2 separate regions of the Cricetulus griseus genome follow, and region 1 is linked to region 2. Evidence: chromatin contacts called from public Hi-C data. All regions are on one chromosome and are shown on one strand. Each heading gives the region's core, a stretch centred on a gene start, on an enhancer-like site or on the middle of the called end of the contact. The rest is flanking DNA. Distances are from core to core; before and after follow the strand shown.

Evidence for each region. A called contact is a pair of places that touch in the nucleus more often than the background predicts.
Region 1: a contact with region 2 is called in a Hi-C map of the CHK-Q cell line, with 9 times the contacts expected there. The contact joins two enhancer-like sites. A contact is called at or near these places in 7 of 8 Hi-C or Micro-C datasets (the CHK-Q cell line, the CHL-YN cell line, the CHO-K1 cell line and 3 more).

The regions. Positions count from the first base shown.
Region 1 is chr5:13,975,030-13,982,119 of CriGri-PICRH-1.0, reverse strand. No RefSeq gene overlaps it. Among named protein-coding and RNA genes, the nearest start is that of Psen2, 12 kb to the left of the region's middle. Within about 2 kb of position 2,294, at least 1 of the 6 cell types and tissues checked has open chromatin away from gene starts, as enhancers often do.
Region 2 is chr5:13,838,835-13,845,485 of CriGri-PICRH-1.0, reverse strand. It overlaps Itpkb (inositol-trisphosphate 3-kinase B), which reads left to right. Exons shown (of 8, transcript XM_027418844.2): 4 at 1,137-1,350; 5 at 5,409-5,613. Among named protein-coding and RNA genes, the nearest start is that of Itpkb, 81 kb to the left of the region's middle. Within about 2 kb of position 4,490, at least 1 of the 6 cell types and tissues checked has open chromatin away from gene starts, as enhancers often do.

The DNA.
Region 1 (7,090 bases), core at 1,045-3,544, 140 kb before region 2:
AAGGATGGAGGTGGGATTCTGGACTATGGTCAGTTTGCCAGCACAGAGGCCTTTGTGCAGCCAGTCAACTGGCTGTCCCCTGAGACATGCTGCAGTTGAATATTGGTCCCAAATACACCCATGGTATACATCCCTGGGACCTGGGACTGTGCTACCTAGTGTGCAAAAGAGACTGTGCAGATATGTTGAGTCAATGCTCTGGGCATGATGTGATCCCCCTGGTATCCTTGTGAAATGGAGACAGAACAAAGAGGGGCTGTGAGCCACAAGAAGCAGGTAGTGACAGAGGCTGAGAAGGCAAGGGGACAGAGTTTCTTCTAGAAGGGATGCCAGCCTGTGAGCACCTTCATTAAAACCCAGTGAGACTGATTGCAAAATTATGACCTTTAGAACTGTGCGAGGCCAGTTGTGGTGTCGCACGCCGGTAGGATTTGCTGAAGGAGGTAGAGGCAGGAGGATCACGAGTTCAAGGCCAGCCTGGTCTCCAGAGCGACTGCCAGGATAGGCTCCAAAGCTACACAGAGAAACCCTGTCTTGGGAAAAAACAAAACAAAACAAAACAAAACTGTGTGAGAAGGAATGTACATTGTTTAAAATCACTGGATTTATGTTCAGGAGACAGGAAAATGGCCACGGCATCTATACAGTCTCACCTCTTCTGGAAACAACAGAGTAAGTTTTAAACACATATGCGAGCGAGCGCGCGCGCGTGTGTGTGTGTGTGTGTGTGTGTGTGTGTGTGTGTGTGTGTGTGTGTGTGTAAGAGAGAGAGAGAGAGAGAGAAAGAGAAAGAGAGAGACAGACAGAGAGACAGAGAGACAGAGAGACAGAGAGAATAGAGAACGACAGAGTGAACGCTATCTGTGGGTTCCCTGGCTGCAGATTCAAACTATCACAGACCAAAAATACATGAAATAATAAAAAAAAAAAAGGTATCTATACTGAAAGTGGGTAGACCTTTTTTCTTGCCCTTTACCCTAACTCGTGCAGCACTGTAATTATGGACTTAGGATTTATAGCATTCTAGGCATTAGAAGTTACCTAGAGATGAAGAAGTATTTAGGGGCATATGTGTAGGACATATGCAAAAATCATGCTTTTCTATATAAAGGACCCTTTCACAGGGATTGGACTGTCCATTTTCAGGCCATGGTGACTAAATTAGGAGATGAGCATGTGTCATATTTATGACTGCTTTTCCTATTTTTAGGGACTTCCAGGCCAGATGTTTTACAGGTAGGTCACAGACATGTTGTTACTCTACCGATAAGAGGCCCCTATGTGAGCAGAGGTACCTTCTTGTGGTTCAGTGGAGTAACTCTTAAGCTCTCCAGGGCAGCCGTTTTGATACTGGTATCCCATCGCACCATCCAGGCTTCAGCAGCACCTGTCTGTGGAACGGGAAGGAGGGCTTGAGTACCACCTTACACTGTTGCAGCTCTGGCCCTGATCTCCTGGCCTTCCTATGGTTCTGTCAAGATCAGTGGTTCTACACCTTCCTGATGCTGTGACCCTTTCATAGAATTCCTCAAGTTGTGGTGACCCCCAAACCGTAAAATTATTTCTGTTGTTATTTCATAACTGTAATTTTGCTGCTCCTGTGCACCTTAATGTAGACATCTGATATGCAGGATGGTCTAAGCCAATCCCTGTGAAAGGTTTGTTCAGCCCACAGGTTAAGAGCTGCTGGTCAAGATTCTTCCTCCATAAATCTCTCTGCTACCAAGTCTCCAACTGCCCATTCTTCCTCTCGGTTGTGTCACCTCCTGGCATGGCAGTGGCCTGCCCGTTCTAATGCTGGAAGGTGAAGCATGCTCTTGTGGCAGCCAAGCAGAACTGTCCAGTGAGATCCAACACAGATGGGTTCCCAGCTACAGCTGAGGAGTGTCACAGCCACCACAGAGCAGCCGGACCTCATTGGGTCTGACTAGCCAAGGAGGAGCCGGGTTCAGATGGTGACTGAGCTTGTAAGTGAACGAGGAGCTTGCAGGTTGGTTCCAGAAAGGACTGTCTGGGGAGATAGGGGCAGTCTCCTTGGATACAGAGTCTGAGCCGGTTTCCCCAGGGATGACAGCTTCCTGCTTTCTCCGGGCCAGGGGGGTGAGCTGCTTGGTCACCTGATTTTTCTCTTCTTCCCCTCCCTCAGGAACCCGAGCCAAGCTGAGGGATGGATCAGCCAGATGTGAGCCAGGCCTCCAGGCACATCACTTCCAGGAGCTGCTGTGAGGCCAGGAGCGCTTGCCACGGTGATGAGAGACGTGCCTCCCTCCTTCCCCGGGCCAGCCTCCGGTGAAGTCATCATTCCTTCTGCACTCCATCAGGGACTTGTTCCTGGGATTTCTGAGTCACTTGACAGTTTATAACATCACTTTAGAAACCAGAAGTGCTGTGGGAATGGCTGTAAAGGAGGTGCTTATCCCAGGCCTTCACATTGAAAGCAGCTCTTGAGACTGAGCCAAGAACGCTGACCTGAAAATTCAACAGCATATAGAAAATTACAGAGTATAGGAGAAGTGGGGGTGGCATGGGGGGGCAGTTCCTAAGAACTGTAGCAACTGCAAAATCAAATCTACACTTTAAGAAGTGTTTCCACACTCTCCAGGGGGATGCCACAGGGAAGGCTCTTGCAACTCATGAGAAGGTGTCACAGTCTTGCCTATGGCTTCATTTGGAGATTGCTAATGCCAGGGAGGCTTCTTCCTTCCCCAGTCCTGAAGATTTTTTTTTTAATTATCATCCTCTATATTCTTCTACCTTTGGATGGTGTGGTGGTTTGAATGAGAATGCCCCCCCATAAGCTCATATTTGAATTTTTAGTCACCAGGGAGTGGACTGTTTGAGAAGGATTGGGGGTATAGCCTTGTTGGAGTAGGTGTGACCTTGCTGGAGAAGGTATGTCACAGGGGGTGCACTCAGAAGTTTCAAAAGCCTACACCTAGCCCAGGGGCTTTCTCTGCTGTTGCTGCTGCCTGTAAATCAGAATGTAGCTCCCAGCTACTTCTCCAGCACCATGCCTGCCTGCCTGCTGCCACGATGATAAAGGACTAAGTCCCTGAAACGGGAAGCAAGCCCCTTTCTTTTATAAAATCTGTCTTGATTGTGGTTCTTTGCACAGCAATAGAACAGTGACTATAAGAAGGGTGGATTGGGGGGTGCCAGGGGTAGAACCCACGGTCTTATGCGTCCCAGGCAAGCACTCCACATGGAACTGTACCACAACTTATGGTTAAGGTGAAATAACCTAGCCTAAAAGTCTTCAGAGGACCAGTGAGAGAGCGCAGTGGGACAAGGGGCTTGTTGCCAAGTGTGATGACCTGAGTTCAATCCTAAAACATATACGGTGGTACAGGTGGTGGCGCACGCCTTTAATCCCAGCACTCAGGAGGCAGAGGCAGGTGGATCTCTGTGAGTTCAAGGCCAGCCTGGTCTACAAGAGTGAGTGCCAGGACAGCTAATTACACAGAGAAACCCTGTCTCTGTCTCATTTTGGGAGGGTGGGGGAGAAAGGAAGGAAGGAAGGAAGGAAGGAAGGAAGGAAGGAAGGAAGGAAGGAAGGAAGAGGGAGACAGACAGACATGGTAGGAGGAGAATTGACTCCTACAAGCTGTCCTGGCTGCCACCACACACACACACACACACACACACACAGAGAGAGAGAGAGAGAGAGAGAGAGAGAGAGAGAGAGAGAGAGAGAGAGACGTACACACTAAATTAATAAAATATAATAAAAAACATCTCCGGGAAGCATAAGACTTTGTCCATAGTTCACAATTTATTTTTTATTTTTTGGCTTTTGGAGACAGGGTTTCTCTGTATTGCTTTGGAGCCTGTCCTGACCCTCTCTCTGTAGACCAGGCTGGCCTTGAACTCACAGAGACCTACCTGCCTCTGCCTCCCAAGTGCCCAGTTTAAAGGCGTGCGCCACCAACGTCTGGTTTTCACAGTTCACAATGTAATAGCAATCAACATGGCATTTCATCAGATCTTTCCAATGTTCCTTCAGTGAAACGCATTCCCAAGAAATGAGTTCTAATGGTATACTAACGGTTGTGTTTTCAGGGTGGGAAGATAAGGATAGTCACTGATGAGGGAATGGCAAGGGGAACAGTCAACGGTTGCAGCCAGCCTGTTCAGAGGAAAGCAGGAAGACAGGCTGCTGGAGCTGTGTGGCCTTTACCACACGAGGAAGCTTAGTCCCAGAAAGTTTGCCGTGGGCCTGTTATTTCTAGTTAAAAGTTCAAGTAGAGTTCCGATAGAAACCAAGATTATTACCCAGTGGGCTGTCTTCACCATGGCTGCTGATCCATCATGATAAACTGAAATCATGACTGATGTGGATACAGCGAGTTCCAGCCCAACATTCACTTTTGCTTAATGCCTGCTCTCCCAAGTATGTGTTCATTAAAGAGAGTCCTCTACAAAGTCAGAACTTCCTGGGAAACAGGGAACACGGAGTGGGGGGCGGGGGCTAAGTTCCATCCTCTCAACCAAGCCCCCCCCCCCCCCCCCGCGCCGAGTGACAACCTTTGTTCCCTCTGCCATTAGATCATCCATGGAGGAGGATCCTTGTCCCTCCCTGTTCCTGGGGCAGGTGCCTTGCTTTTATAACACGTGCCTTCTTGGCCAGCCTCTGTGCAATACAAGAAAATCAAAACATTGTTTCCTCGATTTCCCCCCAGAGCTTGACTCTCATCAGACAGATAGAACTAACAATGAAGGGACCAGCTCCCCATTTCGGCAGCCATAACAGCCTAACACGTGCTTGTCTGACCTTGCCTTGATCACTAGGAGGTCAGATGCCTGCCTCAAGGCCAGGAACCAATCAGAAGTTAGCTGGTGGTGCTATGCTTTATAGCTCTGGGTGTGCTTTACGGACAAGTGCATAGCAATGACTTGCAGAGCATAGCAACCACCTTGGGAGGGCCTATGGGCCATAACAACCAGTTGGCCAATCAACACAGGGCAAACCCTCCAAGCCTGGAGGCACACCAATCCTGAGCCTGTGGGTACCCCTAGACACTCCCCTTATGCTGTCCTATAATATCTCGGTCCCATGGCTTCTCAGAGGTCTTTCCTAGCCATCCACCATCGTGGGTAGATGAAAGACCCAAGCTAACATGGGGTTAGCTCGTTAAACAACAATAAAGCCTCATGCTGTTTGCATCAAGTTTTCACCTTCGCCTGGTGACGGGGTGGCCGTGGTCCTGGTCCGAGATCCTGGGGGCCTGAGCCACCGGGGTCTTTTAACATCTGCCTACTGTGCTACTCCAGGCCCTCCACCACAATACGGAATTTTGTTGTTGTTGTTGAGTGAGTGGACATAATGGCTAGGGATAAGAGGGTGGCTGGTTTCTGAATTTTATTATTATTATTATTAACATTATTATTTGTGTGTGTTGTTGTTGTATATGCGTGTGCATACTTGCATGTTTCCTTGTGCCTATATGTATGGAGACCTGAATTCAGTATAGCTGTCTTCCTCAACTACTATCCATATTATTTTCTAAAGTATTCTTTTGCTGAACCTGGAGTCCATCATTTTAGCCGCACAGGTTAGTCAGCAAATTCCTGGGGATCTTCCGGGACCTAGGGGTCTCTTACCCCCACCCCCACCGTGTCCTTCCCATTCTTTCCACAGAAGTAGATTCTAGTGCTAGGGCTGTAGACGTGTTCCCCCATGTTCAGCAGCTACCTGGATGCTGGGCATCCAAACTCAGACCCCTGTGCCTTCACACCAGATACTTGGCCATCTCACAAGCCTGTGTTTTTTAGTTTAACTAATGCCTAAAACGTGCCCATTATGGGGGCATCAGGACTTCCTGACACTATAATAACCTGCAAACTCTCTTTAGTATGATGGCTAATATCGATTGCAAACTTGACAGAATCTAGAATCAGCCAGGAGACAAACCTCAGGCAAGTCTGTGAGGTACCTCCTGATTAGGTTAACTGAAGTGGAAAGACTTACCCTAAATGTGGGCGACTCCATTCCATGGGCTGGGGGGTCCTGGGAAAAATAGGAAGGGGAGCTGAGCATGAGTGTTCGTCTCTGGCTACCCAGTGTGGTTGCTGTGGCTTTTCCCACCATGATGAGCTGTACCTAAAAACTGAGAGCAAAATCATTCTTCCTTAGCTGTTTTTGGTCAGGCGTTTAGTTGCAATAAGAGGAAAGTAACTAAGACACACAGACCACTTGTTTTGTGGGATTTGAACTCCCAAAGCTAGCAACGGACAATCTGAAAAGATTACCAGTTCATTTTCTCCAAGGTTTCATTCCAAGATGGCCCATCCCGAATGGCCCATGAATTGTGTTGTTTGTGTGTGCTGCGAGGTGACCCCAGCCCTTCCTGCATTCCAGGAAACAGGATGTAGTTGCTCTCCAATAATCTATAAAATACCAAAATTACCTACCGGGCCTTCTGAAAACGATATGGAGCTGCTAAGTGCAATCGCAGCAGGCGGACGGACGCGATCACGTTTGCTCACATCCTGCTTTGGAACTAACAAAACATCCCCTTTAGTTCTGTGCTTCCTTTCCCTCCCCGAAGGAATTTGCTATTGTTTGTAAATATAGTATACCCCACTGATATGGCTTTATTTATCTACCTCTCAAGCTTCGAACTTTCTGAACATTCCTATCACAGAGGTAGAATTCACATACAATAAAGTGCAGCTTTAAGTATACAGTTCAGTAATGCTCATCAAGTATGATGCCTGTGTAAACACCATTGGGCTCAAGATAGAGACTGTCTCCATTATCCTACATTGGGCTCAAGACAGAGACTGTCTCCATTATCCTACATTGGGCTCAAGACAGAGACTGTCTCCATTATCCTACATTAGGCTCAAGATAGAGACTGTCTCCATTATCCTACATTGGGCTCAAGACAGAGACTGTCTCCATTATCCTAAAGAGTCCTCCCTGTTCTTGACTGTCCAGCTACCCTCAGCTCCAGGCAACCACTGTCTTCATTCTGTCATTATAGTGCCATTTTTATAACTTCAGTTTCAATGAGAATATACTACAATGATAAAACGGAGTTCTACATGCTTCCACTTGAAAAGAATCCACAGGAAACACATTTTGTTT
Region 2 (6,651 bases), core at 3,241-5,740:
GGCTCTCCTAGGGAGGTGGTGGAGGCTGAGGGAGGGGAGGCTGGTGCCTGGTGCTCCAGGAGGCGGCAGCCCTAGAACAGACCCTGGCAGAAGGTGTGGCCTTTGCGTTGCCTTCTAAGTGCCTGCAGACAGTTGATCTTTCCAAAGATCTTGCCACTCTGCCCCAAGAGTATATCCATCCCACCTATCCTGTCCTAATTCTTCGCTTTGTTTCCCAACTCCATCTAGTTTCACTCACTAACACAGTTCCAGATCAGTTCTTTGTAACTTGTTTACCCTTTGCAATCCTGGACAGAGAGGCAAAGCTAAACCTCTCAGTGAGCAGCCACGGTGTAAGCCTGCATCACCGTGTTCTAGGGGCTACAGTGCCAGTGGAGATACAGCCTCACCTGGAAGGACTCTGCAATGGCCTGGGCACGGCTAAGAGGCCATGGGAGAATTGGTGGGAGATGCAGCCAAGTCACCCCGTAGACACCAAAGTGCTGGCAGTCAGCTTGGCCCCATATGGTGCCCTTTAACATGTTTTTTTGTCCTCTGGGGAAACCTCATAGGCACCCATGGACTTGACCCTCATGATTTCATGGGCCTGCAGGTTCTTTTCAGGCCAACACAGGCTTAGACCAAGATATAGATGAACACCCTTTGTTAATACTCCTTGAGGGTGTGGCTCTGAAGGGACACTGACCAGAAGGCCCGTGCCCACTCTGTCCCCTCTCTAGGCACTGAGATTCTTCTCCTAAGACTCAGGGGCACCTGCTTGGTTAAGAAGTAGGGCTGGGATCGGGGTGAGTTGCTCATAGTAATACTGAGGAGTGGGTAGAACTCTGCACTGTCCTGTTGATAACTTTGGTTGTGAGGAGCTTGGAGTCAGAGGAGGCAGAGAAGAGCAGCCAGGGTTGCAGTCAGTGAATGGGTGACCAGGATTTGTAGCCATTTGCCTTAAGTTACTTGTCTATAAATGGCCACACCTTCAGCCCTCAGCTTGGCCAGGGTTGTGTCTTGCAGCAGGAGGGGGACGGTTCTGATGCAGCTTCCAAGGGGTTGTTGGAAGAGACAGGGGTGAGGGTGGGGAGGGGTCCCAGATACCCCTGGCTTCCGCTGCGGCTAGAGACCCCCTCCTCCTCCTTACTCTGCAGGGAGCTTCAAGGCAGCTGCCAATGGCCGCATCCTAAAGAAGCACTGTGAGTCTGAGCAGCGATGCTTGGACCGGCTCATGGTTGATGTGTTGAGACCCTTCGTGCCAGCCTACCATGGGGACGTGGTGAAGGACGGGGAACGCTACAACCAGATGGATGACCTGCTGGCTGACTTCGATTCACCCTGCGTGATGGATTGCAAGATGGGCATCAGGTGAGCCCTACTCCTTACTGCGTATGCTCCTCCCGATCATGCCTGGCTATGCCGAGGACACGGGGTGCTGGCTCTGCCCTGTGATCTAGAGAAGACAAGGCAGGGGCCCTGGCGGGGTGCTGAGCCTCTTGGGGACCAGGCAGAAGAGCTGCACACTAGTTGGGGGGAGGGCTGCTCCTGAAGGTGAGTGCCCAGCAGGGAGGAAGCAAGCAATGATCTCCTGGTCAGTGAGCCTCAGTGGAGACAGGAACGGAGAGAGAGACCACAGAGCAAGTGTGTAATACATGCTGGTTTCAAAAAAGAAGAAGCAAAAGGACCTGCCACTAGGGTGCAACTATAGATGGAGTCTGGGAGCTGCAGAGGCCCCTGTGGCAGGTGGCAGGTGGGCCTGAAGTGACTCCACACCTTGCAGAGAGCTCCAGAGCCTGGAGGGCCATAAAGCCCTCCTCCCTGCCTCCAGGCTGCCAGCCTCTGAGGTTTCCAGTACTGCATGTCCACCCCAGAGAGCCTGATTTTGGCTGCAGATACCCATGCTGGACAGTGGACTGAGTTCAGAGCTGAAGCCCGTATCTGATTTGAATAGTTCATCTGATCTGGGGTGGCTGCGTATGCGTGTGCTTTGGTCTACACATGTGCCTGTGGAGGCTAGAGGTCAGCCCTGGGTCTTGTTCCTCAGGAACTGGCCAGCCTCTTTTCTAAGACCTCTCTGATCAGGTGGGCTTCCCCCCCCCCTCCATCTGCCGAGCACTGGGATAAGTGCATGCCCCAATGCCTTACCTTTTATGTGGGTTCTAGGGATCGAACCCAGGTCCTCGGGCTTGTGTGGCAAGCACTTTACCCTCTGATCTACCTCCCCAGCCCACCAGATGTTGTTTCTTACACGAAGATACCGAGAAGGAAGAAGGGAGAGCTCGGTGCGCTCTGATTAAGGCAATCACAACTCCTTTCTTCTCATTCCTCCTGGAGTTCTGTCCTAAGATCAGCCCCTGCCAGCTGACCAAGACATATCCCTTTCCTTTGTCTCTAGTGTAGGGATGGGGTCATGGAGAAATCCAAGCCCTGCTGTTAGTTCTTCCTATCACTAGCTACCTCCTGCATTCCAAAGCCCCCCGGTGTCTTGGCCCACAGGGAGCTAGGGCAGGTGAGGGAGAAAGCAGAATGTCCTTGAAGCCACCACACAGCCTCAGCTCTCTGGCTGTTTTATTCCTGTCTCCAGAAACTTCTTTCCACAATGCACTGGAATATGTCCACTCAAACAGAGGCCCTGACCTTCCTTCCAACGTGGGAAGACCAGGGCTCAGTCTGCCTACAGGAGAGGGAGGTAGGCACATGCGCAGTCCCACAAGGCAGTCCTCCAGGTGCCTAGACATGTACAACTACACCTGAAAGTCAGCCCTGCCTGGACCTCCTGACTTGTGTGGCTGACTGCTCCCTGGGGAACTGCAGGGACAGGGTACCCATACCCCCAAGCTTTCTTTGTCTCCTAGCCCAGTAGCCTCTCTCTCTTTGTACCTCAGAGCTCTTCCACCCAAAGGGGCTCAGTTAACCCCATCCTGCATGGGGCTAAGGAATGGGCCAGGACTCTCCAGAAACATCACTCACCCCAGCTCTACCTTTCCCACACACAGACCCTAAGAGCCTTCTGTGCTCTGAGCACAGTACTAAATACCTCAGCCACACTGTCCTAGTGTGTCCCACAGCCAGCCACACTGGGAGGGTAGGCCATGCTATCATTTGATCAGGGATCGCCAGGGATCCCTTCCTGATAGCGGCAGCACAGATGTGCCCAGGTCTATGGACTGCACACCAGGACTCCAACTGTGCTCTGTCTTCCATGGATATGCCAGCAGTCCAGTTTCCACAGGGCTCCCTGGAGCGGCAGGCTAGTCCTCTCCAAAATGCAGTAGCTCAGAAACATAGCCCTCTGTGCATGCACTCAGATAAGCAGTCTGTGGTTGTCAACAGAGCATGGCCTGTCCTTGCTTCAGAAAGAGGCTAGGACACAGGTCCTCGTCAAACACTAGGTTTCAGGGCATGAGGCAGAGGCTTACAAAATAGTGGGAAGGCCTGTCAGCAGAGCCAGGCTTAGTCATGGTGGATTATAGCTGGGGGTACTGAGGAAGTCGTGTGGACCCTGGAGGCATCTTAAACCAGGGTGTTTCTAGGGACCTGGCTCCAAGTTAGAGGGTGCTCACACTGCTCATAGGCAACCCAGTCACTGTGGTTGAATCTTTGTCATTCTGACCTAGGACTGGGCTGGGTCCAGCCCCTGGGCCCTGGAGAAGCTGTTCTCGCCTTGTCCCTGACATCTGTTGGTCTCCCATGGTCTGGCCACCTCCCTTTCTTTATCTTGAGTCAGCCTCTTTCCCAGATTCTGGCCATCAGGGAACAGGTCTCTGTGGATCTGTTCTCTGGGCTCCAGAAGTTGATGAGCAGGTCTCTGCTCTCCATGCTCAGGCATTGCCTCTGCAGCAGGCAGTGAGAGGGACCAATGGTTCCTCTAATAGACCTTTTACCCAGCTAGTAGCTGTTGGGAACATCCCTTCCAAGCCCCTGTCCATGCCTGAGGAGCATTTGACTCTGCCTGTCAAATGGAGCTGTGGGGGCCCCTTTGAAGAAAGGTCCATGTTTAAGGAGATGCTGAGAACTCTTGGCACAAGTGTGGCTCCTGCCTGCCCTGCAGGCCTGCATTGCACTCTCAGGGGTTTTAGGCATGAGTTCCTTCCCCACGGTACACAGGTCCACTGATAACTCGGTGTCTGCCTACACGGTAGTGTGCTGTGTGCATGAGCGTGTATGAGTGTGAGTGTCCATGGCACATGGGATGTATATGCATGCAAGAACCCAACCTGAGCTAATGCACTCCCCTTACAGTCTTCCCAGAAACCAGGACCCGTTTACACACGCACATCCCAGGGAATTGGGAGTTCTCTCTTTCTGTGTAAATACTAATGGGTGCAGGGGTTTCTGAAATCATTTCCGTCTGTTCTGAAACCCAGACTGGCATTCTGGGAAAATGTGGAGAGGCACATTGGGACAGTGCCTGGGGGGCAGGAAAGAAGAGTGGTCAGGGGGAAGGGAGGGTGCCTCTGAGGCAGCTCACACCCACGCAGGGCGCAAGGGGCCCACTTCCCCATCCTGCAGCTGACTGCTGACCGCGCTGCCTCATGAGGGCCCGGGCAGCGTGCACACAGCTGGGAAGGCTGTTGCAGGGGAGAGGGCTGGAGTGAGTCATCTTTCTAGTTGGAGGTGATGGTGAGAGTTTGTGAGGGTAGTGCTAAGATCTGGATGGGTCCTCGAGTTCTGAACTGAGGACTCCACTCCAGACAGCTCTGAGCCTGGCCTGTCTCTGCCTGTCACGTCCCCCAGGAGCTTAGTGTCCTTACCCATTTAGCCTGCAGACTCCTCTTACAGCAAAGGGAAGCACATAAGGCAATTCATATTCTCTTAGTCTTCCTGGGATCAGTTTTATCTCTGAGACACAACTGGGCTATGGAGCCCTGAGCAGCCCTCTCCAGCATAGGTCACTCGGATCCCACTGCAGCACAGGTCACTCGGATCCCTCTCCAGCACAGGTCACTCAGATCCCACTTATGCTGCCCTTTGTGCTTTGATGAACTCTGCTGCAAAAAGCCAGAGATGCCACCCAGCCGCAGGCTGAAGGGGACAGGGAGAAAGGTTGGAAGGACAGAATATGCTCTCCAGGTTGCCAGGGCACATCAGAGTTCCAAGAGGAACCCACCTTCTGTCTCTTTTCCACACATTGAGCACTGTCCTTACACCTGCCTTCTGCTGACCCTAGAAAAAGTCCCTTAGAGGGGGCTCCTAAGTTTATCAGGCCTTCACAGTGCCAGCATCAAGGTGCTCTGGGAGCACTGGGGATGCTCTGTCTCTCAAATGAGCTCAAACAGTGCATGGATCTCCCATTGAATATGCCTCATCTTAGATGTTGCTATGTTAACCATTGTCCTGGAACCAGGCACAGCCAGCTCAGGGTCTTCATTCACCAGGGAGCTGTAACCCAGCCCTAGGACTCATGCCCTTCATCTCCCATGCAGGACATACCTGGAGGAAGAACTCACCAAGGCCCGGAAGAAGCCTAGCTTGCGGAAGGACATGTATCAGAAGATGGTTGAAGTAGACCCCGAGGCCCCGACTGAGGAGGAGAAAGCTCAGCGAGCTGTGACCAAGCCACGTTACATGCAGTGGCGAGAAACCATCAGTTCCACAGCTACCCTGGGCTTCAGGATCGAGGGCATTAAGGTGAGACCTGTGAGGTGTGGCCTGAGGATGCTGAGGATCATGATTGTCAGTGGTGACCAGGGACTTGGGATGCTGGAGTCTGTAAGTCTCACCTCTACAGGCCTAAGTATGGACAGCCAGCCTCAGAGGTGTTTGCCCATTCTGCAGCTGAAGATGCAGGTGGCAGACCTTGAAGTGGAGGTGGCTTATTTGTAGGGCTGTACAGAGGACCCCACATAGGCGCCAGCTTGGATGCCTGCCACAGGAAAGGTGTGGGCTCACTGCCAGTAAGGAGAGGTGTGTGGCTACCTGGGATGGCCTTGGAAACCTCATCGTCCATCCCTTCCTCTTGGGTGCCCTGAAAAGGAGCTCGTATCCCATTCCATGTCCCTAACTACTAGACATGCAAGACCTAGCTAGAAGCAGGGAGAGGGAATACAGGCTCCCCATGTCTCAGGTGGCCATGCTTTCAGGGCAGGTGACTTGACTGTCCCTCCAAGGGCCCTGGTCCTCCCTTTTTCTCCCCAGGCAAGGTCTGCCTGGCCCCTCTCCAGTATGGAGTCAGAGTTGGGTAGCTTGCTGCTGTAGCCTTCTCTCATATAATGTGGAGATGTGCGTTCCTGAGATCACCAGGGTCTCACTGGCTTCTAGAGCTTAGGGAGTGAGAAAATCATTTGTCCTTCCTTCTCTTCTGAAAGCAACCTTCTTTCTTGGAAGTATCCAGCTCTCAGACTGGATGCAATTTATATATACACGTCCTCTCCATTTGTGGTCTGTCTGAACAGCATGCCCTGGCACCGTTCACCCAGGCAAGATGTGCTCCTGGCCGCAGTTTCGTATAGCCGACAGCATCCACCGGCCGAGGGAGGCTAACTGCATGCACCACCATTTGCCCTTCCTTGTCCCAGTTAGCAGGGAGGCCCTACAAGGAAGGCTCCCATTCACTGCTCCCTCCGACCCAGCTGCTTGCTGTTTCCCTGCAGCAAGCCTTCCTGAAGTTATAGCTGTCACCTGTTTCAGACTGGAGGTGGACAGGTGCAAGGGCCAGGGTTCCTGCCG